Linked DNA regions of Mus musculus: regions 1, 2, 3, 4 and 6 are each linked to region 5. Evidence: chromatin contacts called from public Hi-C, HiCAR-type, HiChIP or PLAC-seq and promoter capture Hi-C data. All regions are on one chromosome and are shown on one strand. The core of a region is the stretch at or near the end of the contact, and the rest is flanking DNA. Distances in the headings are between cores, read along the strand shown. Region 1 holds the start of 1700025F24Rik (RIKEN cDNA 1700025F24 gene). Region 2 holds the start of Grip1 (glutamate receptor interacting protein 1). Region 3 overlaps Cand1 (cullin associated and neddylation disassociated 1). Region 4 holds the start of Cnot2 (CCR4-NOT transcription complex, subunit 2). Region 5 holds the start of Nup107 (nucleoporin 107). Region 6 holds the start of Dyrk2 (dual-specificity tyrosine-(Y)-phosphorylation regulated kinase 2).

What was found. Promoter capture Hi-C pulls out the DNA fragments that hold promoters and counts their contacts. A called contact is a pair of places that touch in the nucleus more often than the background predicts. HiCAR-type assays count read pairs that join an accessible place to other places. HiChIP or PLAC-seq counts read pairs in DNA pulled down with a chosen protein or histone mark.
Region 1: a promoter capture Hi-C map of pre-B cells shows a contact between it and region 5, with 6 times the contacts expected there. The contact joins the promoter of 1700025F24Rik here to the promoter of Nup107 in region 5. A contact is called at or near these places in 3 of 39 promoter capture datasets (the C10 cell line, hippocampal neurons and pre-B cells).
Region 2: a HiCAR-type map of astrocytes shows a contact between it and region 5, with 2.9 times the contacts expected there. The contact joins the promoter of Grip1 here to the promoter of Nup107 in region 5. A contact is called at or near these places in 1 of 39 promoter capture datasets (hippocampal neurons) and 1 of 115 datasets of contacts at active chromatin or transcription factors (astrocytes).
Region 3: an H3K4me3 HiChIP or PLAC-seq map of forebrain shows a contact between it and region 5, with 8 times the contacts expected there. The contact joins the enhancer-like site here to the promoter of Nup107 in region 5. A contact is called at or near these places in 8 of 39 promoter capture datasets (the 3T3-L1 cell line, the C10 cell line, cranial neural crest and 5 more), 5 of 115 datasets of contacts at active chromatin or transcription factors (embryonic stem cells, forebrain and large pre-B cells) and 1 of 9 other capture datasets (embryonic stem cells).
Region 4: a promoter capture Hi-C map of erythroid cells shows a contact between it and region 5, with 4 times the contacts expected there. The contact joins the promoter of Cnot2 here to the promoter of Nup107 in region 5. A contact is called at or near these places in 3 of 39 promoter capture datasets (erythroid cells, liver and pre-B cells).
Region 6: a contact with region 5 is called in a Hi-C map of B cells, with 6 read pairs. The contact joins the promoter of Dyrk2 here to the promoter of Nup107 in region 5. A contact is called at or near these places in 1 of 39 promoter capture datasets (pre-B cells), 1 of 484 Hi-C or Micro-C datasets (B cells), 3 of 115 datasets of contacts at active chromatin or transcription factors (astrocytes, embryonic forebrain and extraembryonic endoderm stem cells) and 1 of 9 other capture datasets (liver).

The regions. Positions count from the first base shown.
Region 1 is chr10:119,410,405-119,415,088 of GRCm38.p6, forward strand. 1700025F24Rik (RIKEN cDNA 1700025F24 gene) reads left to right here and starts at 3,040. Exons shown (of 4, transcript NR_040578.1): 1 at 3,040-3,215; 2 at 4,181-4,258. Gm40778 (a long non-coding RNA gene) reads right to left here and starts at 1,417. Exons shown (of 3, transcript XR_872101.2): 1 at 624-1,417.
Region 2 is chr10:119,452,623-119,457,142 of GRCm38.p6, forward strand. It overlaps Grip1 (glutamate receptor interacting protein 1), which reads left to right and starts at 1,412. Exons shown (of 23, transcript NM_001277292.1): 1 at 1,412-1,800. The coding sequence starts at 1,743.
Region 3 is chr10:119,215,204-119,220,105 of GRCm38.p6, forward strand. Cand1 (cullin associated and neddylation disassociated 1) reads right to left here. Exons shown (of 15, transcript NM_027994.1): 3 at 4,387-4,541; 4 at 2,738-2,861; 5 at 1,248-1,504; 6 at 940-1,045; 7 at 1-144. Among named protein-coding and RNA genes, the nearest start is that of Cand1, 22 kb to the right of the region's middle. Within about 2 kb of position 3,243, at least 43 of the 459 cell types and tissues checked have an H3K27ac peak or open chromatin away from gene starts, as enhancers often do. A contact at or near this core is called in forebrain, where this site is marked.
Region 4 is chr10:116,578,370-116,583,324 of GRCm38.p6, forward strand. It overlaps Cnot2 (CCR4-NOT transcription complex, subunit 2), which reads right to left and starts at 3,142. Exons shown (of 16, transcript NM_001037846.3): 1 at 3,084-3,142.
Region 5 is chr10:117,789,893-117,794,707 of GRCm38.p6, forward strand. It overlaps Nup107 (nucleoporin 107), which reads right to left and starts at 2,813. Exons shown (of 28, transcript NM_134010.2): 1 at 2,712-2,813; 2 at 575-666; 3 at 82-168. The coding sequence starts at 2,719.
Region 6 is chr10:118,865,852-118,870,332 of GRCm38.p6, forward strand. It overlaps Dyrk2 (dual-specificity tyrosine-(Y)-phosphorylation regulated kinase 2), which reads right to left and starts at 3,052. Exons shown (of 3, transcript NM_001014390.2): 1 at 2,870-3,052; 2 at 2,299-2,447. The coding sequence starts at 2,918.

The DNA of each region.
Region 1 (4,684 bases), core at 1,790-4,289, 1.6 Mb after region 5:
CCTGGCATTAGAACACAAGCTACTCGCAGTGAGATTATCCCTGATAGAGGCAGGCACGGCAAGCTGGAGACACACTGATAGCACCCAATAAGCAGGTGATTTGATGCTTCTTGCTCTAGAGTCAGCTTTTCACCAATTAATTGTAAGAAACGATTTAAAAATTCAACAGTATTTGCTTGGGGAAGAAATAGATACTAAGATAGTGCTTGCTGCTGCTGCTCTCGATGACCGAGCTGCCAGATGTTAGGCCAGAGACAGGAATCTGTCATGTCCTAAGTGTATCTCAGTTTCTCTGTCTTATTTAAAGTCTCCCCTTCAATGAGAGCAACTATTTTATCTACTGCTCATCTGAAGAACACCAGATCTGTTTCAAATGCGAACTTGTCGGAATGAATCTTCAGAGACAAGACTCGAAGATCTGCAGCTCCTTCCGGAGGAATTTTTAAGGCTAATTGTGAACCTCCACCTTTTTTTTTTTTTTCCTCAAGCTGGCTTTAGAGCACCGATCCTGTTGTGACTTAAATACGAAATGCTCCCTCAATGGGTTCACGTTTTGAAACCTAGGTTGCTAGCTGGCAGAGCTATGTTTGAGGGTGCTAGAAACTTTTGGAGATCGGACCTACCTGGAAGAAGCAAGCCTCCAGGAACATCCCCTACAGCTCCGTATCCTTGCTCCTTCCTGTCTATTCTCTGTGCTTCAGGTCCACCATGCTGTGAAACAGCTTCTGACATTCGTCTTCTTCACCATGATAATGAAGTACGTGGAACCAAATAACTAGAGTTCCCGTGAGACCTCTCGCCAAAATAAATCCTTCCCCTCCGGACAAGCTTTTTGCAGGGGCTAAAACCATCTAACTCGGTCTCTGAGAATTTGCTACCCCAGCGTCCAAGCTGCCATTGCCATACCACTTCACGCTAAGTGCCTTCATTCCTAGCAACAGCAAAACAAAACAAAGAACCGCTGTGATGCCTGGTCTCCTTTCCCTGTATACTTCTTGCTTTGCAATACAGCAGTAAGGGGGAGGACAGGAGGAAGTCTAGCAGAGGCTTGTTTTCCAGAGCTCTTCTCAGCCTGGCTGGGCTCTATACACCCTGGGTATCCCACCGGTGAGCATCGTGAATGCACAGTTTATTCTGCTTGTTGCTATTCTGTTATCAAATCAGAACCTTGTTGCAAAGATCTGAGACTTTGTTGTTACCTTCATGGCCAGGTTTGTTGTGATCCTGGGATTTAAGTGGTAGTGTCACCTGTTAACATTGCCTGATTTTGACCTGACTCTCCTTTGCCTTTCTCTCATGGAATACTCAGGTTGTCAGGTAGTACTCACTTACGGTTCCTTTTATTCAAACACATCTATTTAGTATGTTTGTTATTTGTGGTCTGTTGTAGAAATATTTCATCCCAACCTGGGGTTTCTACCCTGCCTTAGACCATTTAGTTCCCAGATAAAACACACACACTCTCTTTATATTTACAATACAAACAGAACAAAATCTGAGCAGCTGCCTACCCTCTTTGCTGTTAGAATCTACTTTCCTATTGATAACCCCGAGTTATTACTTGCTAAATTTCATCTGGACTGCCCTTAATTCCAGTGACCCAGCCCTCTGGGCCATGTTCTATTGACTTCTAACCCATAGAGGCTTTTTCTTCTTCCCCCTACTGCACCTTCTTTTTTTCCTCATGATCACCTTCTGACCCCAAGGCAGTGAAACCTGAACCCCACCTATGTTTCTTCTGCCCAGGTATTGGCTGTTGGCATCTTTATTTACCAATCAGAATGGGGTCAGGGTCAGTTAGCATTTTACTGTGGACTCTCTTGCCTCTGGGACAACCAGGTCTTGGGGACCTGCACTTAGCATTGCAATAGATAGAAAAAGACCAAACCCCAACAGTTGTCCATTTTTGCCTACTCTATCCAGAGATGGGTCTTAAACATGAGAGCCATGTTTCACCTACCTAAGTGTTTCACACACAGTTGTTGAATGAATACTGAAACTTTCTGCATTCGAATCCCCTGAACAGAAGTTATTTGAGGGGTTGATACAGAAGAAAGCCTCACACCTGTGCCAAACTCTGTCTTTGTCATTATTAAAACTTCTATACGGTGCTCATCAGTTATCAGACCTACACAAAGAGAGGTGCGATGTCTAAGACAACTGACTGTTTGACAGTCACCCAAAAACCCATTACTACAAATACATTCAGAGGAGAAATTCATATGATGAAAATGTCTAAACCTAGCCAGTGGCCCATTTATTTTAAATTAGGCTTTTATCTACAAAATCCTATTATAGCAAAGTGATTTAAACACATTCTTATGTCTTCTCTCTAATGTGACTTAACCTGTATGTCAAGAAGATTTCAATTAAACGTTTTGATGAGGAATATGCAATTTTTTTTTGGATTACAAGAGTTATTTTAGCTGAGTGGTGGTGGGTCACGCCTTTAAACCAAGCACTTGGAGGCAGAGGCAGGTGGATCTCTAAGAGTTCGAGGCCAGCCTGGTCTACAGAGTGAGTACCAGGACAGCCAGGGCTAGACAGTGAAACTTTGTCTCAAAAAAACAAGACAACATAAAAAGAATTGTTTTAAACAAATGCATGTTTGATAAACTCTCTAATGTCAAACTCTCAGTTGTATCTCTTGCTCTTCTTAAATTGTCTTCAGGACTGACAGAGACAAGGCCTGAAGCGTTCCAACTTTTACCTGCAGATGCCCTCAAAGAGCAAAACTCATGCGTTTAAATACATTCAGGATGTTGTCGCTTCTGTCTCCGACCAGCAGAAAAGAGTGACAACACAGAGTTCTTCTCAAATCAGTTTATTCAGGAACCTTCCGACATGCAAGCAGGACTCTCCTCTAGCCCCCAATCGCAATCCCTTACATAACCCCTCAACCATGCCCCATCAGCCCAGTCCACGTAATCTCAGTTCATTGGCCTTCGTCAAATGCCCTGATCTTAGGTCATGGTGCGCCTGCGCAGCTCTCACGATGGACATGGCTTATTTCCGGGTGTATGAGGAAGTCAGGCTGCAGTCCCGGGCACCATCTTGGGACAACCGCCACACCCGCTCCCCACAGGATGTTATGTAAAATGCTAGCCTCTGGTCCCTCTGGTCTTGCTAACAGCACTTAAAGCTTACAGACAGACACCTGCTCACCTCAGAAGTACATGTGATAGATTTGATAGGAGTAAACAACAGTGCTCCAGGTCAGTGATGTGGGTCATAGTTTTTCTCCCTTTATTAAAATTCCAATGTCATGGCTAGAGTTTTTATTGTTGAGATGAAACTCCGTGACCAAAAGCAACTTGGGAAGGAAAGGTCTACTTAGCCTACTTTTCCGTATCACAGTTCTTCTTCATCATCATCATCGAAGGCAGTCAGGGCAGGAATTCAAAACAGGACAGGAACCTAGAGGCAGGAGCTGATGCAGAGGCAGTGGAGAGGTGATGCTTACCAGCTTGCTTAGCCTGCTCAGGACCCAGGACCACCAGCCCAGGGATGGCACCGCCCACAATGGGCGTGGTCCTTCCCTATCAATTGCTAGCTTTACAAGGCTTGCTTTCCTAACCTTACGGAGGCATTTTTAAAATTGCATTTCTTTCCTCTCAAGTGACTTTAGCTTGTGTCAAGTTGACATAAAACTAGCCAGGACACCTAGTTTGTTTTATTTTGTTCACAATGAGTCATTGTAATTTATAACATCTGACCTCAAACATAAAAGGATGGAGATTGTGTTCTCCAATACAAAAACTAAGCAGGATGCTCTGTAGTTCTAGGAATCAGACACAGAGCAGTTGGAATCCTGGACCCGGCTCTCCCTACCTGAACTTACGTTGGGTGCACTTTACAACTCTTGGGATACATTAACTCTTCACTCACTAAGCAAGCCTGTTGGTACCCACCACGGAGTCTCACTAGTGACAGAACCTCAGGCGGTGACTCATACATGCACAAAATATATCCTACCCCAGCACCTATATGCTCTGGTATGTACTTCACTAGAAGCCTTAACTAAATCATGTCTCCAATTTGCTTCATTTGGAATGTTCATAAAAATACGAAGCTCAAATCTCTTAACTGTGCTTGATCCATGATTACGTCTATTGGAAAACATCATGCAGAAATAGTGTCATCCTGAAAATACCCAAGTCATTGGATCTCTATTTCACAGGTCTGAGCCTTGTCTGAAAACCTGGAAATAATCGTGACATTTGAGGAAGCTTAAAGATCGCCATTGATCTTTGTTAAGGTAAGTGATTCGTCTAATAGTTCCTAATAGTTAAGCAGCCCTGGAATGTAAGGGAACTCACCCACTGTGGCGGGTGGTGGGTGGGAGTGAGAGCCGGGTGCCCAGGAAGGAGAACAGGCGGCTTGTGAGCAGTTCAGGGAGTTCTTGCTCCATTCATCGCGTTCTCGGGTGCTAGGTCTTTCTACAGTTCCAGAGTTCAAAACATGTTCCTTTAACAGTGTGGGAAAAGAAGATCAACAGGGGCAGGGAGACAGAGGAGATGAAAGGGGATGGGGAGGGGCCTGAGAAGCGGAGGGAAACAAGAGTAAGTGGACCAAGATCAAACTTGCTGAAAAGCTGTGGCAGGGCGAAGTGGGGCAAGGGCAGGAGTGAGGTTTCCGCGTCCTTTCCCCTAGGCGAGTGAGCACCAACCGTCTTCCCATCACA
Region 2 (4,520 bases), core at 162-2,661, 1.7 Mb after region 5:
CTTAGCTCTTCAGCTCCCAGGTGCTGTGTAGCTCTGCTCTTGAATCCTTTCCTTTCTTTCCTTAGGAGAGACAGCCACTGGTTTTTGGCAGCAGGGCAGCTCTGCAGTGACAACCAAGCACTCGCACAAGGGGCAACGGCAGGTGCCAACATCCCTGCTTGATCAGACAGTTTATGAGATGGCAGGAGAAGACAGACCTTATCTTCAGGTGCTGTGTGATTATGCTATTGCTCTGGCAGTGAGAGAGCAGAAGGCTGGCAAGAGCTGATGTCCCCATTGAGGGAGAGGAACCACAGTTCCTTCAGAGGCCAAAAGAAACCGCAGAGGCGAAACCCCCAAACCACACTCCAGTAGATACAGCCTCTGGGGCTCCAAACTCTTCAGAACCCGTCAGATGGGAGGGAAAGGCATGGCTATTTTCCAGCCAGAGGCCCAGGCTTGAAGAAATGAATGGCATCTCCATGCAAGACAGACAGCTGCCAAAAGTCCCTCTCCTAGTAGCACTGAGGTCTCAAGGAAGAGCCCACATGCCTGGGCAGAACCTTCCAGGCTCTGGTACAAAGGCTTCTGTCCCCCCTCCCCCTCCCCACCTTTATTCATTTTCCACTGATTTTTTTTTTCTTTCTGTGAGCCTATGACAAGAGGAAGAAACTAATCATAAAACCTGATCATAAAATTCCTTCCTACACTTGAAGACAGCTATTAAATATTCACTCAGCTGAGGTCTGCTTGCATCCTTTAAAACAAAAGGGGCTCCTGGCTCCCACCGTCCCCACCCCTGGGACCAGCGCCGACCATCCCGAAAGTTGCCACTGCCCCTGTGTTGAGGGCGAAGTTAGCGAATCCGGAGCTGCGAGTCTCAACTTGGGGGAGGGGGCGACGGGCAGGGCTGGGGAGGGGAGTGAGCGGCGAGAAGGAGGGACTAGAGGGAAGGACACTGCCCCCTGCTTCATCGAGGTCATCGCCAAAGCCGCCTAAGCGGCCGGTCGGGCTCGGGGCGGGAGGCCCGGGAGGGGCGGGCGAGGGCTCCGCAGCGGCGGCGGGGTGCCAGGCTCCGTACCTGGCGGGCCGGGCGCGCCTCGCAGGCCGGCGATCCGGGCGCCGAGGGTGTGAGCGCGCGCGCCCCTCCGTGCCCGCCCAGCCTCGCGCGCGTCTCGGGGGGAGAGGCTCTGGCGACAGGCGCCCCGGGAGCCCGCAGCTCGGTCCCGCCCGCCCCGAGGAGCTTTGTGCGGCCGCGGCGGCTCCGAGTCCCACCTGCTGGCGGCGGAGGGACGAGGAAGGAGAAGGCGAGGACGACGAAGAGGAGGAGGAGGTGGAGGAGGAGGAGCGGAGCGAGGCGGCGCCAGCCCTGAGCTCCCGCCGGCGCCCACCTCCGGGGGCTCGGCGGTCCTACACCGGCCTGCTCCGGTCCCCCGGCCTCGCGGCCACACCGCGCCACCGCGGCTGCAGAACCCCCCCCCCCCCCCAGCTCTGCCCGGTTACCGCGCGGCCCGACCGCCACAGCCACCGCCACCGCCACCCCCGGGGAGCTCGGGAGACTTGGAGGCGAGCAGCGGGGCGCGCGGCGTCGCCTCAATGTATCGGGGAGTCGCCTCGGCGCCCCAGCCCCGCTGAGCAGCCTCGGGCGTGTTGCTACCGGCCGGAGGGCGTGAGCCAGGAGGCGCGGCGAGCCCCAGAGCCGGCGACCAGCGAGTGAGCGAGCCAGCGAGTACGCCCCGGAGCAAGCTCAGGGAGCAGACACCATGCCGGGCTGGAAGAAGAACATCCCCATCTGCTTACAAGCGGAGGAGCAGGAGAGAGGTGAGCCTGGCGGTCGAGCCTGGGGGGCCGGGCCGGGCGCCCTCGGTGCCTCCCTGTCCCCCAGCTCCCCGAGACCTGTCCTCCGGCCGGCAAGGGAGGGGCGCCGTGCCCTCCGGGGACCGCGCTCCAGGCCAGGTGGCACCTTGCGAAATCCGAGAGGGGGTTTGGGGATCTGGAGGGGGGAAAAGCCGAGGGGGCAAGGGAACAGTGCTGCGGCAAGCAACTTTTCGCCCGGGGAAAGATTCTGTTTTTTCTTACCGAGGACCTAGAGGGAACTCCAGCTTCTCCTGGGCCCGCTGCGCACGTGGAGCCCCGGCTCCTCTCTGTGCGGTGGGCTCTCCTGGTGCTGGGGGTGGGGGAGAATCTTGCAATGCTTTAAGTGACTTTTCAAACTTTCCTCCTCCTGCCGCGGCCGCCTTGACGATGTCCCCGCCTCTGGCTGGGCTACGATGGTGCTGCCAAACCCAAAGTTGCAGGAGATTCTTAAAGGGGGAGTAGAAGGGGGAAGAGTGTGGGGGGCGGGTAGGGGGCGCTGCCTTGGGTCGCTGGAAGGGGGGAGGGGAGAGAGGACTGACTGTCCCCTGGCTGGTAGTGACTGCCTAAAAGATGAGTTATGCCCAGCGCAGTCCCGGCTTTCTAGTTAATACCGCAGGACTGCGGACTTTTCATAATTACTGTCTGTTTTCTTCGGAAGACACGGCTCTCCGTGCCAGGTGGCTCTGCAGCCCCTTTGTGCTTCAGCCTGCCAAGTGTGCTGGGCACGTTGTTTTGAAGTGACTCGCGGAGAGGAAAAGTTGAAGGCCTTTTGCACTCTAAACGCTTGGTTCTGTTGTCATCTTACGGTGTTTGGGTTGTGCAGTGGTTGGCCGTAACCTGGATATCATGTACGGAGTACACCAAAATTTCCTACCAAGGCCCCATGGGGCTGTGGGGTGCGCAGCATCCAGAGGGATTCCCTGGCTGTCAAGGTCCACCAGGGTTTATATACTCCTGCTGCTTCAACTACAGCCTGCTTTGGCTTGTTCAAGGAACCTGCTTGAGAATTGAATGGCTTTCAGGCTGCAGGGTCTTCATGACTAACAGTTGGTGCTGGAGGTTAAATGGTGCTTCGTGGGTAGGCTGTGATGGAAGCAGGAAGCCAATCTGGTGTGTAGAAGGGACAGCGCTATTTCCCCCCTGCCCCCCCCACCCCAAAAGAATTTGATTCTGCAGCGTGGGGGAGCTGGTATGGACGGTGGCTGGTGTTACTCGTCATGCTAAAAGTTTCAGGTTTTGGAAAAAAATGCTTACAGCCAAGAAACCAATGTACAGTTTCCAGTTTTTCTCTAGGTGGCACAGCGCGTCTTTGGTTGATAGCCTTTTTAATGACTCAGGGAATCTGTCCCTTTTAAAACCACTTCCTTATTAGAGTTGTGCATTCATTTGCAGTACACTTCTGGCGTGTGACCATGGATTTACCCCCCCCCCCCCGCCCCGCGCCCAGTGGTATCCCTGCTACAGAAATGCTTCAATGCCTGCCTTTGCATAACCATATCTTAAGATTTGCAGATCCAGGTGCCAATATTTCACTACCAGGTTGAAGCAATGAAAGAAAGGGGTCTGTCAAGCACCCAGGTCTGTCCTATCAGCTAAATGCTGCGACGCACCTGATGTTAAGTGCGTCAGTTTGATGATTAAAAAAAAAAAATCACTACTGTGTTGCCCCTAGGTTTTTATCAGAATGCTGAAGTGGGTAGATTTTTTTTTTGGGGGGGGGGATTGTAATAAAATGTACTTGTATGTCTTTTAGAAATATAGTAACTTTGAAAGATGATCACCTAATCTGCTTGGTTGAGATAAGACCGGAATTCCTCCAGTGCACAAAAATCTGAGTCAGACAAATTGGGCAGCCAAAGCTCCTCCAACAGGAGGGAACAGGGAATGTATGGCCCTTGGTTGCTTTTATTTATTTATTTATTTATTTATTTATTTATTTATTCAATGTTTTTATTCATTGCTCATGAGATGTTTTTCTAAACAGCACGTGTGTATAGAAGTGTGTGTGCATACATATATATATATATATATATATATATATATATATATATGTATATTAGTAGTATTTTTTGAGGTCCTGCCTTATTGAGAATGTGCAAATGATTTTGTTCTTTAAACATCGTCCATAAACGTAGAACTTGCGTATGTGGTTGTATCGTGTGTATGTGAGTGTATTGAGATGCTTCCGTGACTTTTGGTATGTCTGTCAGAGGACACTGCTCGGATTATGCCCTTTGCAGAATGTATTGAGTGCTTGACGTTTTTTTTTCTTTGCATTTGAAGTAACATTGTATAGACTGCCCCACTGCCCCATGATTACTTTTGAAATATAAGCTATCAGGCCAGTCAAAAAAAATAATCAACATGGAATACATATTATATTTTTAATATTGTTTGAGAATACAGTCAACCAAAAGGCCAATTTGTAGCATTAAATCCTAATGTGGGCTGTGCCCTTTCTATACCTCTTCCAACCCCAGCTTCTATTTACCATGCTGAAACACATTATGGAGACTAGTATAACTTTTTTTATGTGAATTTTATTTTTTAAAGTATCTTTGTTGATTATAACTCGAATTAATATGAAGTTCTAGCTTCCTCAAGATCCATATATATATATATGTATATATATATATATATATATATATATATATATATATATATATATATATATATATTTAAGT
Region 3 (4,902 bases), core at 1,993-4,492, 1.4 Mb after region 5:
TGGTCATCGTCGTCCCCACCGTCAGCATCCATAGCATTCTCATCTTCATCTTCATCATCGTAATTGTAATTTGGATCATAGGTAAGGTATTTTAGACAAATGTTTATAATGGTAGAAACATGAGGATAAACTTCTTTAGGGCATCTAAATATAAAGATAAGAACGGCTTTAAAGGACACATGCAAACTGTGCTTCCCTGCCTGCCTCAGTTATTAGCAGTAATAGCAAAGTGGTATCTCACCACAACTTCTGTCCCACGAGCTTCATCTTTGAAAAGATTTATCTTTCAAAAAATATTTAATTTTAGGATATGCATTCCACACATGTACCATACACCTATTTTAACTATATTGTTCAAGTGGGAATAGTAAAATTTTTACTGAGCATTCATTTAGCATGGTCTTCTCTCACAATATGCTGAGAATCAATGAAAATTCATATATGCCCACAGAGTCAAAATTAAAGGAGTAATTTGTAGTTCTTCATAAACTGGACAGAAATAAATGTCAACATTTACAATTTTCAAAAGCTGGCATGACAGCTTGTGACGCTTTCTGCTGACTCCATGAGTGCCCATGATGCATACACACACATAGCACAAATATTTACATCTATTTTTAAAATGGCTTGTCTATAAAAATGCTTCTTTAAACCATGACGTAAAGGACAAAGTCCAGCCAAAACCACTGAGGATCATCAAGACAAACTATCACGGTTCTGGCATTTCGCCCCAGAGGTAAAAGTGAAGGAAAATGTATGACTGTTAAGTTCTAACAATGCCAAATGCTTTCAAAGTAAATGAGGCTACTATATAGGCTACTACTATTTAATGAGAAAAACACACATACATGAAACCGTATATGCTATTTCTCTTTGCTTACTTAATCTTAGTAACTAGTCTATTCTTAAGAAATAAATAAAGAGATCTTAAAAACTTACCTTCTCACAAATGATTCAAAAGCTTGAATGCAGTATTCTCTTAATTCATCATCATCTACATTACAAAATTTTACCACCAAAGGAATTATCTTTTCAAGGTATTCACCTAGGAAAAACATACTGCCTCTTAAAACTACACACTTAAAACAAAACAAAACAAAACCCAGTTTAGTACAAAACAATTTTAGGGGCCAGAGGGCACAGGTGCCTGCACAAGCCCAGAGGCCTGAGTGTGAATCTGGAAACCCATGTACGACATACACAGAATTGAAACAGAGACACCTTTGAAGCACTTGACAATGGCTTACCTATTCTATGGCCAGCTTGCCTACTAATAGCAGCAATACACTGTATGTAGGTCCTTGTTGTTGACATGGAGTCATTTTTGGACAACTCTGACAACAGATGTTCAATAAGGTCTACAAAAACTATATTTCCGCAGCTCATAACTAGGTGGCCAAGAGCAATAATTGTTCTTTTCCTCACTGCAAGTCTAGGGCTGGTCAGCTGGGGAAGCAGACAGGTCAGAATTGAAGGGTGGAAATTAACAAGCAGTCCTCCTTGCCTTAAAGGAAAAGAAACAAACAAAAACAAGTAAGTGTAACATGCCAGAGCACTAGCAGTATGTCTAGACTCTAAACAAACTGGGGAGAGAAATCAGAACTCACAATGAAAGAGAAAAGCCAAATTCTCACTATCCCCTGCAAAATCCTAAGCTAAATGGATAGATCTGAGGTGTGTTTCCCCAAATAACCCCTAGGAGTGAGGCCCAGATTACTACTACAGGCCAGCTAACCAAATGGCTGGCAAAACACCAAATAAAACCAAACACACAATGATCTTGTCACTTTCCTCCTTCCAAGACTTCAATGTGTTTTGTCTAGAGTCTTGTTTCCGAATGCCTACACGTCCAAAAGCCTAGCATCCCTTCTCCCTTCTTCTCTCTGGTTCTTTCTGTCCATCTCATACCCAGTTTTACTGGTTCACCACGGCCAGCTTCACTTAGTCTTGATTCTGGCCTTTCCATTATTATCTCCTAGAGCAGAAATCTACTAAGTACTCTATACTATATGACAGGGTACTGAGAGCCCCTCACTGCAGATATTTAATATACACACATTTTTCTATATCAAAGTGCTTAGCTATTTTTCAACTTAAATTAACTTTAAATACTACCCACAAGGACTCATCATTATTAGAAACAAGGATACACTGAAAGCGAAGAGCCCTAAAAGGTTTATTTTCTCAGGAGTAGCTCAAATCTATTCCTCAGCTTGCTGCCATAGAAAGCAGAAGAGCAACAAATGAACAGAATCCAGCCCTCCTACCCCAAACACACAGCATAAACCTGACTTCTAAAGGGTGGCATGTGCTTAGCTGCAGACTTGTGACTTCCAGTAAGGCACCTCTTCACTTAAGCAGGTGAATGGATGGAACAATAATAAACAAACTGCTAAAAGAAAAAAAGATAAATCACAACATTTTTCAGAATCAAAAAATGTCTGTGATGGGCTGGAGAGATGGCTCAGCTCTTCCAGAGGTCCTGAGTTCAATGCCCAGCAACCACATGATGGCTCACAACCATCTGTAATGGGATCTGATTCCCTCTTCTGGTGTGTCTGAAGAGAGCAATGGTGTACTCATATATATTAAATAAATCTTAAAAAAGAAAAAAAAATCTGTGATGCATCTTACATTTTCTTTACCTCCAACCACGGATATCTAGACCAAAGAAAAATGTCAATAATGACCATAATATTTGTAATACACCCACTACAAAAACACCATGTACACTTACCTGCTCAACATGTCAGCCATGATATCCAAGGCTTCGAGCTGAACAGAAACATCTTCCTGCTTTGCTATTGCACTGGTAAGGCGTCCAGTAATCTTTTTACATACATTAGCAGCTAATGCAGAGCCTGCAAGAGTAAATAAAAATTTCAAGTGTGTTAAAATTCATATACACATTAGTTGCCAAATATTCAACAGGCTAAAATTCAAAGGCATTTAAGAGATCCTTGCTAAGAAAAAGAGTTGAAAACCTCATTAAACCTGACCACGAATCAGAAATTAATAGCTGTGAAGGGGTCCAGGAAATGTGACAAATAGCACTATTCAAGTCTTGCCAGGAAGTCCTGAGTGGCCACTGGCTAGGAAGCCTGCAGTGTTTGGCAAACAAATGTCTACACTGAAAGCATCACAACTGTTCTGTTCTTGAGTTCTCTCTAGCACAGCCTGAAGCTCTGTTGAGTTTGCACTCCAATACTTACGCAGTTGCTTTAAAAGAAGGAAAAAAATAGGTTTACGCTTCAGTCAGTCACGTGACCAAAGGGTAAGCTGTTGTGTGCGCGCAGGCTGCACCCCTCACTTTAAAGTAGGTCATGTTTTACAAAAGCCAGGAAAGGGGGAAGAGGTAACTCACTGAGAAAGTTAGAATCTCAATAGTTAAAAAAACTATTTAACTATCTTGTAGAAACCAACTAAATGCATCTTGCATGAGGGAAAAAATGAAGACCGTGTGCAACAACAGGAAGGGAGAGCACTACCCGTCGTTACTCAGCCTGCCTGGATGCTTCAACAGAGTCAAGCAACACTGGTATGCTCTGGCACAAACAGCACACCAGTATGAGATGGAGAGAACTGTTTTTCCTCTTGTGGTGCTAGGGATGGGACCCAGGGTCTCATCCGCGGTGGGCGTGCTTTATCACCGAGTCACATTCAGAGCACCCTCCAAACTGCTTCAAACTTTAACCAAACAGGAAGTCAAAGCTCTGGGTGGTGACTTAATCTCTGCACATTTCAACTGTATGATTTTTAGACTAAAAGAAGCAACGGAGAACAGAACTGATCATAATGATCGACAATCATTAGTATTTATTAATGAGTGAGACAACACTCACGTGATGTTACCAATTTAAAATCCTCCCACAGTAGGGATAGGACCATTTCCCTCATTCACAGTTAGGACAGTAATTTTCAGACTTCTAAATTAAATGCAGGTGTTAAGTCCAATCGCACATTCACACGGCCTAGGTGATTCTGGCAGAGGCCCGAAGTCAAAATAGTTAATGAATTATCAAATTTATAGAATATATATATATATATATCTCAAACTTCTATATATCAAATTTGATAATTCATTAATTATTAAATTATCGAGTAACTGGAAAGGACTGAAACTGAATTAAAGCTACTAGTAAACTGAACAGTTTCAGAGCTAGGCCTTAACTTTTAGAATTTTATACAATAAGCTTTTATAAACCAAATCAAACCTAGAATTACAAACTCATCAGAAATTGGTATTTGCTTATCCTTTCCCTCACTGCAGAGGCTACACAGCGAACACCCTGCGAATTCCTTCAGAACCGACACACAGTACACTTAATAAGTGGAGAGGACGTATCTCCACGTGGAAAGGAAACAAGAGAATCCACTCTTGCTCACCACTGGAAGCTGGCGGAAGTTCTCCAATTACTGTTTTCAGGCCGATGCTGGAAATGTCTCGCAGCTGCTCCTTGTCAGAAAGCATGTTGGTGCAGAGGGTGTCCACGATCGTCTCCACTTGGTACTCTTTCACTTTACTCACCAAAGGGCCAAGGCTGTGAGACAGACAGACAGACAGACAGACAGACAAGGGAACACTCTTAACGTCTGGATAACCACAAAGCAAAAAGTACAGCTATCAATCTCATCTAGTAACAACTGTCACTGTGGCTCCCTGTCTGTCATAATGACACATAAAGAAGCATGAAGGGTAAGTGACTGGCGCAGCTCCTTGTGGTTAGTTTCCAATGGTTCCCTACTGATTTCTAGCAGAGTAACTTAAGACAATTTCTAGCCTGCTCACCAACCCTTCACAGACACACACACACACACACACACCTCAGCTCTAATCATCAAGGTCTGCTCCCAAAAGCATTCTCCTATAAGGAAAGGTCCATTCACTGTTGCACTGCCAAC
Region 4 (4,955 bases), core at 1,892-4,391, 1.2 Mb before region 5:
CACATAAGCCTTCCTCCAATGTCTGCTCAAACAAACATACAGGATCTACAGCCTGCTTTTAAATGTGTGACACCAAAACTAACCCTATAGTACATTTTTTAATGTTTTATTATATGTGGCTATTTGTGTGGATAACAGAAAACAATTTAGGGAAGTTGATTCTCTTGTTCCACCATATGGGTCTCTCAGATCAAACTTCTATCATTAGGCTTGGTGTCAAATGCCTTTATCCAGTCAGCTATGTCATTCATTTGACAGTTAAAATTTTAATCAAAAGATACTACAACTTAATATCACTTCAAAACAAAACAAAACAAAACAAAATTGTATACTTATTTTTACTGGTTTACTACTATCTACTCATACTCTAGTTAGATACAAAAATCAAATTTTCTAATCAAGCAAATTTGGCCATTAAAAAAAAAAAACCTATACTATCCCATGTCGTGTAAAAAAATTCTATAATGATCCATTAAAGTTTAAGTTTTGCTAATATTAGCACCTACTTAAAAACAAGCAGACTGCCGGGCGTCACACTTTTAATCCCAGCACTTGGGAGGCAGAGGCAGGCGGATTTCTGAGTTCCAGGCCAGCCTGGTCTACAGAGTGAGTTCCAAGACAGCCAGGGCTAAACAGAGAAACCCTGTCTGGAAAAAACAAAACGAAAGAAAGAAAGAAAGAAAGAAAGAAAGAGAGAGAGAGAGAGAGAGAGAGAGAGAGAGAGAGAGAGAGAGAGAAAGAAAGAAAGAAAGAGGAGAAAAGAAACAAGCAGAACACGATTACTAGTATTTCTAACTTGCCAGCAGTATAAAATATTTATTTTTGAAGTTTTAAATAAACCTAAGGCATCTCTGAAAAACCAAAAAGCACCTACCTTTATATAGGGAAATTAAAGGTAATTATTATTTTAGGGAGCCTATTATTTGGAGTTTGATTTCATTTTCAAATCAAATAGTTCTCAGATGGCTAGGCTATAAACCACTCACAGACATCAATCTGCTTCATTTTCCACCATACACCATTTATTTGTAAGCACTTTAGAAAGGCTGTATTTACTGATACGTTAATGTGCAGGCCACTCTCAGCCTGGAGCATCTGGTAAGGTTACAGGTATCTCTAGACTGCATCTGAGAACCAAAGTGCTCTGCCAACACATGCACTACCTTATGTGTGTCAATAAAGCATTAATAGGAATGCAAAAAATAAAAAAATAAAAGTCAAATACAGTCTTTATTTCTGGTCTAGAGTTAAAAACAAAAACAGGCACTTTTTTAAAAATGAAAAGGTTTCACTTTAAAATTAAGGATCTTGCAAAGTCAGCAAAAGTGAAAAGTGGAAGAAGTTGTCTGTGCATTTTGAACTTTTCCTTTAGCTTTAAGATGACAACAGACTGGATAGGCAGAGCACAAGGGACCATTTAGAAAACATATTAAAGACACAAAACCTGAACACAGACAAATATTTGAATGTAGACAACCATTTCAGTGTACTGGATTTTTAAACACTTCCAACTTGGAATAAAATTACCTTACAAAACTACAAAGGTGACTTCTGAGAAGGAACTGTTGTTGAATATACAAAGCATTCCCAAACATAAAACTGTTGTGAAAGTTACCACCCACTTATTTGGAAAGGGAAATCTATAGGAACACGATTCCATCTCCCTAAAACTTCTCACTATAGAGAGTAATAGAAAATGTATTCAGTTTTGAACATTAAGTGTGTCCCTTGTGAACAGATCTGGTTAACGTTCTACCATTTGCCAATAATCTAAGGATCATATTGCTGTATTTTATTAGGAACTGTCCAGATGATTAAAGAGAAATCTTTGACTAAGGATTTAATGAAAATGAAGCAAAACACTCTTAACACTTGTCTTCCCAGATGTTGAAAAGTGGAGATGTCCCCCTAGGATTTCCAAGAAAGTACCTATGTGTAAGATTTATTTATTTTTATTTTCTTTTGGAGGTAAAAGCGTACTGATTGGATCTAACGTAAATGCAAATAACAAAACCTTAGAAATAATTTTACAAAAATAAAATTACAATTAGATTTCCCGAAGGGCCTACAGATAACAAGAATTATAAGCTTTTCTCCTAAGCAAACAGTACCTCAATTAAGAACTACCGGGTTTCTTTTAACCCAACTTATTTCTTCTATGAAACTTTGAAGTGAAGACCTAAAACAAAACGGCAAAAGGTAGAGGGGGCCCGGCGGAAGTAGAAACCAGGGCTTGCAACTTCACAAGAGTGGCTCGGGTTCCTCCTCCGCCGCCCCAGGACCATCGGAACTCAAGAGGCTACACCACTAGAGAGGCTTCCCACTCCAGGCACGGGGGCAGAAGCAGCATCTGAGTTTCTCTCTCGCCTTTCCACCTTGCAAGAAAGGCCCCTTCGGTATAGCTCAGGGCCTGGAGGCTCCCGAGGCCCGTTAGCCAGTGCGATGTCCCCATCTTACACAAACAAACAAATAAAAAAAAAAAAAGAAAGAAAGAAAAGAAAACCACACAAGTGGCGGAGGATGCGCGTGTATGGCCAGAAACGTAAAGCTTCAAGGACCAGCAGCTGCTGGGAACGTGGCAGGCAGGAGCCGTGTCCAGTGGCCGGGGCTCCTGGATGCTGCTGCCGCCGCCACCGCCGCCGCTGCCTTCTCTCCTAGCCCAGGAAGCAGCACGGCGGCAGCGGCTGCTCCGCGCCGGCGGGAGCCGGGGAAGCCCCGCGGCGGGCAGCGGGGGCCCGGGCCTAAGCTCCGGAGCGGCTGCGGCTGCGGTAGCTGCGGTGGTGGCGGCGGTGGCGGCCCGAGCACGGCGACGCTTTACGTCCCGTCCACCCCGCCACACACCCCCTCCCTCCTCCAGCGCCGCCACCCCCTCCCCGCCCGCCCGCCCGCCCGCTCCGCTCTTCCCTCTCTCGATTGGAGCCGAGACAAAAGCAACGGGAAGCGGCGGGCCGGGACGCTACCCGCGGACCCCGGGCGCGACCGGACCAGCCCCGAGGCATTCCCCCGCCTTGAGGGGGCCCCCAATCCGCCTCCCCCGCCGCGTGCCCCGCCGCCAGACTTCCGAAAATTGGCCAAAAACTCACCGCATGAATTTTCTTGTCCCGCGGATCCAAGATGGCGACGTATCCACCGCGGAGGCTGCTGGGAGCAAGACCTTTACCCTCTGACCCCCGCCGTGACCCCCGTCGCTCCGACTCCGCTCGAAGGCGGCGGCGACGGCGGCTGCAGCAGCAGAAGCCGGCGAGCGAGCGAGGCTCGCCGAATGGACGGAACGCCGCCCGTACGCCAGTCGACCGTGAGAAGCACAACGCTCGCCTGGAGCCTTCCCGGGCTTCCGCCGCCTCCCGCGGAAGGTGCGGCGCTGTCTTGTGGCGGTGACCGAGGAGAGTGGGGCCTGGGCGGCCTCTCCGGGCTCCCGAAGCCAGACCGCCGCCACGCCGGGAGCTGCTGCGGCCACGCCTGGAGCTGCGGCCTGGGGTCCGAGCGAGCGGGCGAGCGCGGCCTCGGGGGCGGGGAGAAGCCGAGGGTGGCGTGGGTCCGCCCACCGGGGGACGCGCAGCGTGTTTGTGTTTGTGTTTTCCTCGGACACCCCGCCCCCGAGCACCTCCTGCGGGCTGTCCCCGGGCTGTCCCCAGCCTGCTGCGCGGCGCGGTGCGGTGCGGTGCCTGCGGTGCTTCGGTCCTCCCACCGCCCCGCTGCCTGCGCTACCTGGGTGCGCTCCCCCAGACACCCGCCGCACGCCGCCCGCACCTCCCGAGCAGTGAGTTCCCCTCCGCTGGAACCTAGGCGTTTGATCGCCGCCCCCTCTTCCTTTTCATGCTCCCCTTTTTTTTACCTGCCCCCCCCCCCCCCGGTCTAAACCTGGTGAGAGGAAGTAAGGGGGAAGCGTGTTTTTAAAGCACTGCCGGGAGTACTTAATCTAACCGAACGGTGTTTGTGGCACTTTATTTAGTTCCCGCCCGGCGCGCCCTTGGTAAACCTTAGTGACCAGCTGGCTCATCCACTAGACCTTTTGAAAATACGGTGGCTGTGGTTGGGAACTAAAGTGTTTTGCTCTCCAAAGCCGGACTGTCCCTGAAAGTGAAATTACTTTTTATTGCTGTAATACTCTTAGTTTACACCTTTGAACATCCACAAACTTCGTGTTTTACGGTTACTTAACTTGCTAAAAAGCCTCTTTGTGCTTTGAAGTTGCGAGTTTCATAACGTATCGCTGTTCATGTTTGAGTGGTAGAGCTTACTAATGCGGATTACTACTCATTTGAAGTAAATAAAGTTTCTGCTGTAGTTTAATAAATTACCTCCTTCCAGCCCGCCAGTCTATATAGTTAGATATAGATTCTGTGATAAACGGAAGCGATATATATTTTTATCATAGAAAGCTAAAGGCAAGAAATAGGATACAATAGCCTACGGTGAAATTAAAAGTACCTTTGTCATGGTTTTGAAAGTAATTTGACATAGCAGATATGCAGTATCAGCAGATATGCAAATTTGTTTAAATGCGGACAGGAACTGGTGTAGCCAGTAGAAAAAAAAGGTTTATTTTGCTAGGTTGTTCATTTCATTAAATACTCCTTTTCACCGTTTTGTGTTTTGTTGGTTTTTCACTTTAGGGAAATTCAAGAAGGAACAACACAGTCCTACATGGCCCCTCCCCCAACCGTGCCTTCCTGTCTCGTCTGCTTTCTCTTCCTCTCAAGTTAGCATCTACTGCCATAAGGTAGTGTGTTCAAAGACTGGCTACTCTAGGCGTGTGCAGCTCATGTGCGTGAATGCATGCAATGCAGAGCACCTTAATCTGGCTGCTCGTTATTGGGAGCCCTTAATGTGTATGTAGTAGCATTATCACATTAAGTAACATTAAATATTCTAATTCATTACTCTTCTTACGTATATTAACTTAAAAACACATTTTTGTCAAAATTTAAACATTGCTGTCACTGGGGAAGGTC
Region 5 (4,815 bases), core at 1,563-4,062:
CTAAATATTTTATAATGAAAATTATACAAATGCCAGCTGGCTACTTCATTAAATACTTCCAAAGCACAAACAAAATCTTACAAGGCTGTCGAAAGGAGCTTGGCGTTCGAGGAATGATCTGGCTTCTTGGTGTAGCAGTACCAAAATTGTCCTCTTGGTTGGCCTGAACTTAGGAAGAATTAAGGAAAGTTTCCATGTAGAGAAAAGAAAAATCATTAAAGTCAAGCAAGGATTTACTACACAGATACATGAGCACACTTCTTTCAAGAACAAAGTGTTTTATGGGCACCACCTTTTCTGTACAGCTGTTAAAGCCACCTGTCATTTAAATTCTCAGATAGAGACTAGATAATAAGTTTTGACTACTATGGCATACCAGTAGTGAGACAACATGCTTTTCAGAGAAACAGGCATCTTAGCTCACTGACATTCACTGAGAACATGTATGTCCCGTGTATGTAAACATATATGTAAACCCCAATGGAGGTAAGCCAAATTCTATCCCAGCTAATGTTTAATCCCACAGCCCTGATTCACGGCACCCTGCACTCTGCAATCCTGACACGAAGGATACTTAGAACTCTTTTGTGAGCACTGTGCTTCCGGGCAGTCCTCGTCACCTCCGCATCCCGGATCACAGGGGATGACATCCCCCCGAAGCCACTCCTAGAACAGTATAATCAAGGTCTTAGACGGCATCTTTGAAGGACTACCGTTACAGTTAGGGCAAAGAAAGGATCTTCGTCAGTCGAGGGACGGCTCACCCCAATAGCCAAGTCTTGGATCTTGTTGGCAAGAATAACCTCTTGTCTCTGAGTCCTGCTTACTCCCCCAAATCCCACCCAGTGCTCGGCTACCAGCCCTGTCTTTGACTGCCTAGTATCACAATAGTATGTTCTCCGCGGAGTTATCTTAGAACCCGAAATTTATACTACAGTATGGCTTCATAAAGGTAAATCTTTTCCTCCATCAGACCAAAGAGCTGCTTGACTACAGAATTCTCTACAAGGAAGGACTCTGCACTCTCTAAAATACGGTGATGAGTTAGCTGCTTGTTGAAGGGCTTGGTTTTAGCCCAGGCTCACACCTCTAATCCAAATTGTACTACATAGGAAGTGCCAGGCCAATCTGAGACAGGGTGAAAGCAGCTTCAAAAACAAACCCAAACAAAGAAGGAACAGGCTCTGAGAATTCTTCTTTTTTTTAATCCTCATGAAAACTTCACAGAATATATCTATACAAGCTAAGCCAGTCATCATGTCACTAGGCAATATCATCATATGGGACCACTGTTATATTTTTGGCCTGCATGCTGACCAAACACTGCTATGCAGCCAGGACTATACTTCAGACTGTGAGTACGATATGGCTTGGCGGGATGAAAGAAAAAGTGAAGCAATTCTAGTGAAGAGGAGAAATGGCCCTTCAAGTGATTTCCCTCCATGTAGACTAAGGATGTCTCCTGTCTTAGCACAGTGCTATGGGCCTCCAGCACTGTCATCTGACAGCTTATAAACTAAACCATGGGGGTTGATTTTAATTATCCTTCTAGTACACCTTTCTTCCACTTAAAATCTCCAGCCAGCTTCCTCTTCTCTGCAGACTCAAGCTAACACTCACCAGCACAGTATTTACACCACCATCCTAATTTAGTTCTGCCCATCAAGTCCATCCGCATTGCTGGGAGCATTCAGCCACACAAGCGTGAACATTTTTCATGACTTTATATCTGAGTATGTTTCTTTTACAGAGGTCTATATGTGTTCCCCTGTCACTGGATGTTCATCTATCTACTTAAGTTATTCATCAAACAGCTTTATGGAGATTCAAAGGTCCCTGCTGGTAATGTTTCTCTTTCCCCCCCCAGAACCTAAGGGTTACTACGCAAGCACTCTACCACTGAGCTATATCCCCAGCCCCATAACAGGGTTCTATTTAACTATGCCATTCCTTAAATCTCTTACAGGCTCACTGTTCTATATAGATAAGATCCTCACGGGATTGCTCTAAAACTAAATGTGCCACTTAAAGCTTAAGGAACACACATAAGATAACCCCTAGCACAATGTTTTCAGTATCAATAATGTGCTATTATTACTCAAAAGACCAGCTAGCAAGTTACTTTTATAGGTTTGCCTGAAACTCCTGTGACAGGGAGATAAAACATCTCCTTCATTTATTTTCCCCGCAGTACAGTATAAATACATCGTATTACACTGCTCGACTGTCTTCACTACACAATCTACTCCCCGATGCCAAGGGCCTTAAACAACCCATCTTCGTGTCAGGCGAGCATAAATCATTTGAGAGGGAGGGAGAAATTCAACTCCCTAGGGCCGGCACTTTAAAGTCTAAGCTGACCACCGTTACCCAATAACGTACAGCTGACATGACTTAATAACCGCAATAAAACCACGCTGAGGACGTCTGGGCTGAACTGTCAGTGCGGCTGATGGCCCTGAGCTCGAACTGCTTCATTTCGCATTTCGAATGCGGGACCATCACAGACCCCCGCACACTTCGGAGCGAGCGCCGAGAAGACCCGGGAGGCGCGGCGTGGAACCCCGGGGATCCGCATTCTCACATCCCCGCTCCAATCGCGCCAAGCGTCCATTCCTCCACCGAGGGCCAAATCCCTGGCCGCGGAGGCGGTTACGTCGCTAACAGGCGAGAGCCCCAGTCTCGGCCGAGGCGTCCCTACCAGGACTGACCTGTCCATGGCTTCAGCGGTCTCCGCCTAGAACCTTGCAACTCTTTGACTGCAGCCTGGCCGCCGCGTTTCAGCCTTCCCGCTCTCCGGAAGCACACCCTTCGACCCGGAAGCGCGGCCTGGCTAAGCCAGTCCCAGAGAAACAATGTTCCCGCTCGGCGCATGCGCGACTTTCGTCTCCAGCCGCAGGCTCAGTGGGCGCAGGCGCGGAAGTGTGCCAGGGAGTGACTGCGTGGCTGGGTGGTGCCGGCCAGGCAGGAAGGGGGCGGGGAAAGGGGCGGAGCTTGGGTATGTCGCCTGAGCCTGGCTTGTGGGCGTGGTCTGGGTGGGGCGTTGTTCTGGGAAGCCGGAAGTCTATAACCTGGACTTTAGGAATCTGTTGAAGAGTCTGCATTCAGCGTTCTTGTTTGCGGTTCAGCGCCACTTTACGGGATCTGGCCTGTCTCGGGGCGCTCACCTCTTTGAACTGTGGTGTAACCTCACTGGACGGGTTTTGAGGTTGTTTTCTCTCGTTATTTATTTCTCTTTTACGGAATCAGCCGTTTTTTAAGAAATCCAATAAAAAAAGCAAAGCATAAGAAAGCCACATGGGAGGCTGAGGCAGGAGGAAGAACCACGATTTTGAAGCAAGCCTGCACTAAGAAAGCCTGACGATAGTAATAATAGCAATTATTATTGTTGCTGTTATTATCATAAATTTTAAAAGTTTTGGGCGTGGGAATACTTACCTGTTCCAGTACCTCAAAAATGTTAGGTCTCAGGCCCTCCAAATATCTAGAAATGAGCTCTGGCTGAACCATTTCTGATTTCTGGCGGTTAGATAAACGCCAGCATTCCTCAGGAACTCCTGTAATGCGTTTTCCTTCGGTCTTCTTAGCTACTTGTCCCCACAATCCCGACTCTGCACTAATTTCTAGTCTCTGCTCTCTCATCTTGCACACAAAACTATCTTGAAGAGCTCCAACAGGCGCAGACATTGCAGACACATCACCAGCAGGTGTGGCCCTCTCCCTTCCCCTCTCCCTTGCTAAACCGTTAGATTACATTCCTAAACCTAGCCACCAAGGTCTCTTCCCTTATTTGGCCACATCCTTATGCCTGACTAAAACTCCGAGGTCCAACTATCAAAATTCACTAGCTGGCTAACATGTCCACTTAGGACTTACCAACTCATCCTAGCACAGCCTTCCCCCTTTCTCCTGCAGAGACACCTGCTGCCTTCTTTGGCCGATCCAGACGGAGGCAACACCTTCTGCTTGTCCGTCTTGGGTAATACATTTCCTTTGTGCTGAGCATTTGGTGTCTGGGTGTGTTCTGTCCTGACTCCCATCTCTTGCTGATGTAACTATTCTCTCCCATTCTCTAGCTTCCCCGGCCCTGGCCATGTCCAGCCTGTTTCTTTTTCTCTCCGCTCTGGGCACTTCCAGGTGCCTCTGGATCTTTTCTCTCTCTTACCCACATTAAAAACCTTATCCCTAACGGAGCAGTCACGGTGGCAGTTTCTTTACTGTGCCCGTCCCATGCACAGAGTAAGGTACAGACAGGAATCAGGGCCATGCTCAGGCCCTACTAAGTTAGAGGCCAGTACGAGTTTGTTGTTGTTTTGTTTGTTTCTTTGTTTTGATACCCAGTCTCAAAAGAAAAGAAAAAAGTAGTACTATAGTATCCCTTCTAATCCAGAGCTGTCTGAGTAAAAGGCAGTGCATCCAGCTGCCTGAAGAATTCAGTTGTTACTTTTTTGCTCCTCACTTTGAAAGCAGACACTGTTTATTAAGTAACCAGATTACAACCATAGTGTTAGAAGGGCCAGCCAGGGAGCAGCTTGCCCTGCAAACCTGATGATCTAGCTTCTGTCCCTGGACCCCTGGTAAATGTGGAAGGAGAAAACCAACCACAAAAAAAATTGTCTTCTAGTCTCAAAACTCAGCCCTACCTCCATGTATGCTACAATTACACACAAACACACAAGTGTACATACAAATACACACATGCACACATGGATGCCTGCACACGTACAACACATATGCCACACCACATACCCCACACACACGCACACCATGTCATACACATACACATATCACACCGAATATGTGCACACATACACC
Region 6 (4,481 bases), core at 1,802-4,301, 1.1 Mb after region 5:
GAATCTATAGAAATTAAAAGTTTTCAAAAATTTTATCATCGCCCATATATTATTATTATTTTTTAAAGCCAATGAGAATTGAGATATTTATTGGTTTTACTTTTAGGACAAGCTGACCCAAACTAAATTGCTCTAGTATACAATAAACGTCATACAAAAAAAAGAAAGCAAACTACCATGGGAAATTCCAAAGTTCATAATCCTGTCATGTGTTTAAGGGAGAAAGGGCCCCCCTGCTCTGCTCATTTTTCTTCCTGCCCTTTCTTTCTCCCTCTGCCATTCCTCCACAGTTCCTCCCAGGGGTAACTGCTCCAGAAACAAACACATAAACACTTTTGAAAATGTGGAATATTGGGACTCTGGATCTGTAAAGGTTCTAGTATTTATAATTAAGCTAATACTGGTTCCCAGAACTAGTAGTCCCAAATAGTACATTAAACGAAGACTCGGGAGGGTGTGTGACTCGGCAATACACATCAGAGTTGCCTCTGGACTCCTGACAGCTCAGTTAACCTGTGGAGTCTGCCTCCTCAGGTAAACACACAGAGGAGCCAGATCAACTCTGTGCTCCTTAATGCCTGATCTGGGAAACCTGCAATGTTACACAAACCAAGTCGAAAGTAACATTTGAAATACAAAGCTTCACTTTCAAAACGGAGCATCCAAGGATGCAGAGTAGCCGAAGTTCACCCTTCAACTACAAACAGCCATGTCACACACAGGTCACAAAGCACAGGCGTCTATCCCGAAATCGCCTTCATGGCCTTTCCTCTCTGATGCCACACAGGCTATTCTGCTAGTGACAACTTCTCCTTCACCCGGTTCCATGACATATTTCAACCGCAAAGAAGTTCTGATCAGGCTAAGGCCATCCTTACAAAAACTGGGAAACCAGAGGCAAACTGAATTATTTCTTTTCCAGTTCACACCATGTAACATGAGCACACCAACACATGGGGGAGGGGGAGCTGGGGGGAGGGGGATGGACGCTGTATTTTCCAAACTGTCAGATGATTCAAAACCAGCCAAAACCACAAAAAATCCAAACCTCTAAAACCAATGGCTGTTCCTTTGTAGGATGCCCTTGTGGCAATCACATCCCTACTAACTGCAGGCTCTCTTTCCCAGCAACAGTACAACCCAGATGAGTTAATTCTGTGTATGTCCAGCCCCTAGGATAGACCCACAAGAAAAACAGAGAGAATAACAAAACATGTCTATGAGATTATCTACCTCTCTTATATGTCTCCATTACAAACAACTAAAGTCCACCTTCTTCTCATCTCCTGTGATAAGCAAGTTTCAGTCACACATGATTCCCCACCCCCCTCCCCCAGAGATGCTCCCTGCAGGCCACAAACCATGGGTGGGTGCTCTCAACCAACTTTCACTTGGTAACAAAATCCTATGCCCTGCAAGCAACCTCACATAGAAACCATCCTAGGTTGCTCACGCTCCCAGAGAGCCTTTGGGAAAGAGACCTTTGAAACCACCACCTTCTGCAAGCGCACACCTCCTCTAGGCTCCAGGTCACCATCCAAAGGCCATCGCTGGGAGCCGAGGAAAGGTACATTCTGAAGTCACATCCAGCTTGCCAGTCTCTACAGCTACCAGTCCCAGGCTCCGCTCTCCTCCCCAGGGACTCAAGGGACAGCCCTTGTCAGGTGCCCTTCCTTTGCCACCTACAAAGCAAAGCCCAGTCTTTCCTTTTGAGCAATATCCACGTTGAGAATCCTGCGGGGGGGGGGGGGTTGTTTTGTTTTGACTACTGCTGTAGCTCTTATTTTTGTTAATGTTAATTACAATTTCTGCTGTGCTCAAACCTGTAGCTCTCATAAAACATGCTTACACACGCGGGGGACAATTGGCGGGTGCTCCCTGCTGGCTGGAGCCAGGCCTCGGAGGCTCTTTGGGGGATCGATTTTCCGGGCAGGGTAGGCTAGCTGTCCCCTAACACATACGTTTCTATAAATATCCACTACCCCTGGGGTTGGGAGTAGATGTTTACCGGGTCGGGGGGGAAGGGAGCTCTGAGAAGCAGAGATGAAAAAAGGGGGAGGGGGCGCAAGGAGGAAGTTCCCAGGAAAAGGAGCCTGGGGTGGGCGAGCACCAGAGGGAAGCAAGGGGCCCACGCCACGAATCTCCTTTGTGGCAGCAGCTCGGGGCTCGCCCAAGTTGCAGAGGGCGGCGTCGAGGACAGGCCCCTGCTAGGGGCGTGGAGATTCGGCCCTCTCTTCCCACAGTCGGAACCCAACAAGCCAGGGGTCTGCCTGGCGCCCACCCGAAGCCAGGTCTCACCGTGTGGGCTGTAGTGGTAGCGTTGCTGGCCCGGAGAGGCGGCAGGGCGATGGGGGAGGGCGGGCCGGTCCCCACTCCGCTTCGGGGAGCCCCCGCGCCGATCCCCGGGGAAGCCTGAAGCTGGCGAACGGCGGTGTCCCCTCCTCGGCCTGGGAGCCACGCGCGGGAGGAGACAAAAGAGGGTCAGGGTGGGGGAAGAGAGCCACCCAGACCCCCCGCCCCCGCCCCGGTGGGCAGCGAACCCCCTCTTCTAGGGAGAAGATGGAAGGAGACACCCGGCCCGGGAAAAGCCGGCGGCGTGCGGGAAACAAGGGGGGTCGGGACGCGACTCCCCAGCGCGCACCCGCCAGCTGCAAAGTTAAGTTCGCGACCCGGCGGGGAGCAGTGCTGGGCCGGAGCTCCGGAGCCCACGTCGCCGGGCCGGGGGAGGGGAGGGCGGGCCACCGAGAAGGCGCAGCGGCGGGGTCGCGCTCCGGATGGCCCTCGCTCGACCCGCCGGGTTCGGGGATCCCGGGGCACCAACGCGCGCAGCCCGCGCCCCACGCCGCCGACAGGGTCCCGGGGCCCTTACCGGTCGGGTAGGCGGCGGGAGCGGCGGCCGAAGGTTTCCTGGTTAACATGGCCGCGGGAGAGGAACGTGCATGGCAGTGCTGCCCTCGCCGCCGGTCCCGCCGCTACTCCTCGCCGCCGCCGCCGCCGCCTCCTGGTCGCCCCTCACGCGGGTCACCCGCGCCTCGTCGCCGCCTCGCTCCCGCTACAGCCAGACACACGCAGTCCGCTGCATCCCCTCGGCCCGGACCCGCCGCCGCGAGCCCCCCGCTCTCCTCCTCGCCGCCGCCGTCCCCCTCGTCCTCGGGCGGCTGCTGTACCCCCCGGCCCGTGCACATGCCTCGCCCTCCCCTGCCGCACCGCTGGCCTCCCCGACTCCCTCACATCGGGGCCGCGGGGAGCGGGTTGCGGCCGCCGGGACCCACTCGCTCGGGAGCCTCCTCCCGGGCCCGCGCGCGTCCGCGCACACTCGCACACACGCTCGCCCCCGCGGCTCGCGCCCGAGAAGGCCAGCCCCGCCCCCGCCGAGGCCCCGCCCCGGACTCCCCCCACCCCCCACCCCCGGCCCCAGCCACACAGGCTGGCGGCCACCCCACCCCCACCCGCCACCCCGGGAGTCCCACCCCCTCCGATCTTCCGCAGAGCCGCCCTCCGCTCCCAGGAAAACTGCGACTCCGGCTCGCCCTGTGCCTCCCCTACGGCCATCTGCCCTCTACCCGGGTCCCCCTCGCCCCTGCGACGCCCCTCCCGGCACTACCGCGCAACCTACCGCGGCCGGCCTCCTCCCGAAATTGCTGCAGAGACCACTCCCTCTTCCATCACGCCCCTAAACACCGCTCCTAATGGCTGCTCCCAGACAATACTGCGGCCCCCCACCCCTGGCCCCGACCCTAGTCCCTGTCCCTGTCCCAGTGGCCCAGCCAGCCCCTCTCCCCAGTTTATCATGGAGAGAACTTAGTTGTATGAGGGTCACCTCGGAAAGTCAGGCTCCGAGGAGGGACTGCGGCTGAGCCTGGTGACCCAAGCATGGACGAAGGAAGGGGCTGCCCTTCCACCTTCATTTCAGCCACGCACGCCCTCCCTGATTCACTGACACCGAGTGACCGCTGCCCTCCAGTCGCTAGGACAAGGGGAGGCAGACAGGCGCCTGTGGACCGCAGCTGAGGTAGCAGTTGGCTGTGGGTTGCTAGGCAAAAATAAACATCAGAGACACCTCCCATTTCCTTACAACTCCAAGCCTTTCCCCGGCGCGGCGCGGCCACTGAGACAGACACACCTTCCTTTCAGCTCTCTGCTGCACTGGTGCGACACCTCTGATTCCTCACATCCTCGGAGGAAAAGATTCCTTTTCCCTTTCCCTTCCCAGACACGTGGAGAATTTCCCCGCCCTTTTCATTTGTGGTCTATAGCCTCTGTTTCCCAGAAAGAACAAAAATTTTCTTCTCTGTCGTCGCACACCTTATGCTTTGTCGCGCGTGGCACACTTGTGCACCTTTGTCCACTTGGACAGCCAGGTGTGGAGGGAAAGCTTCAAAAAATCCCAGCAGATAGGGAAGAAAGTTGGACCGCATCCAGGCATGCACTTCCTTCCTGGGAGGTGCCTAATTTCTGAAGTGCTCCTGGAGTCCCGGGTC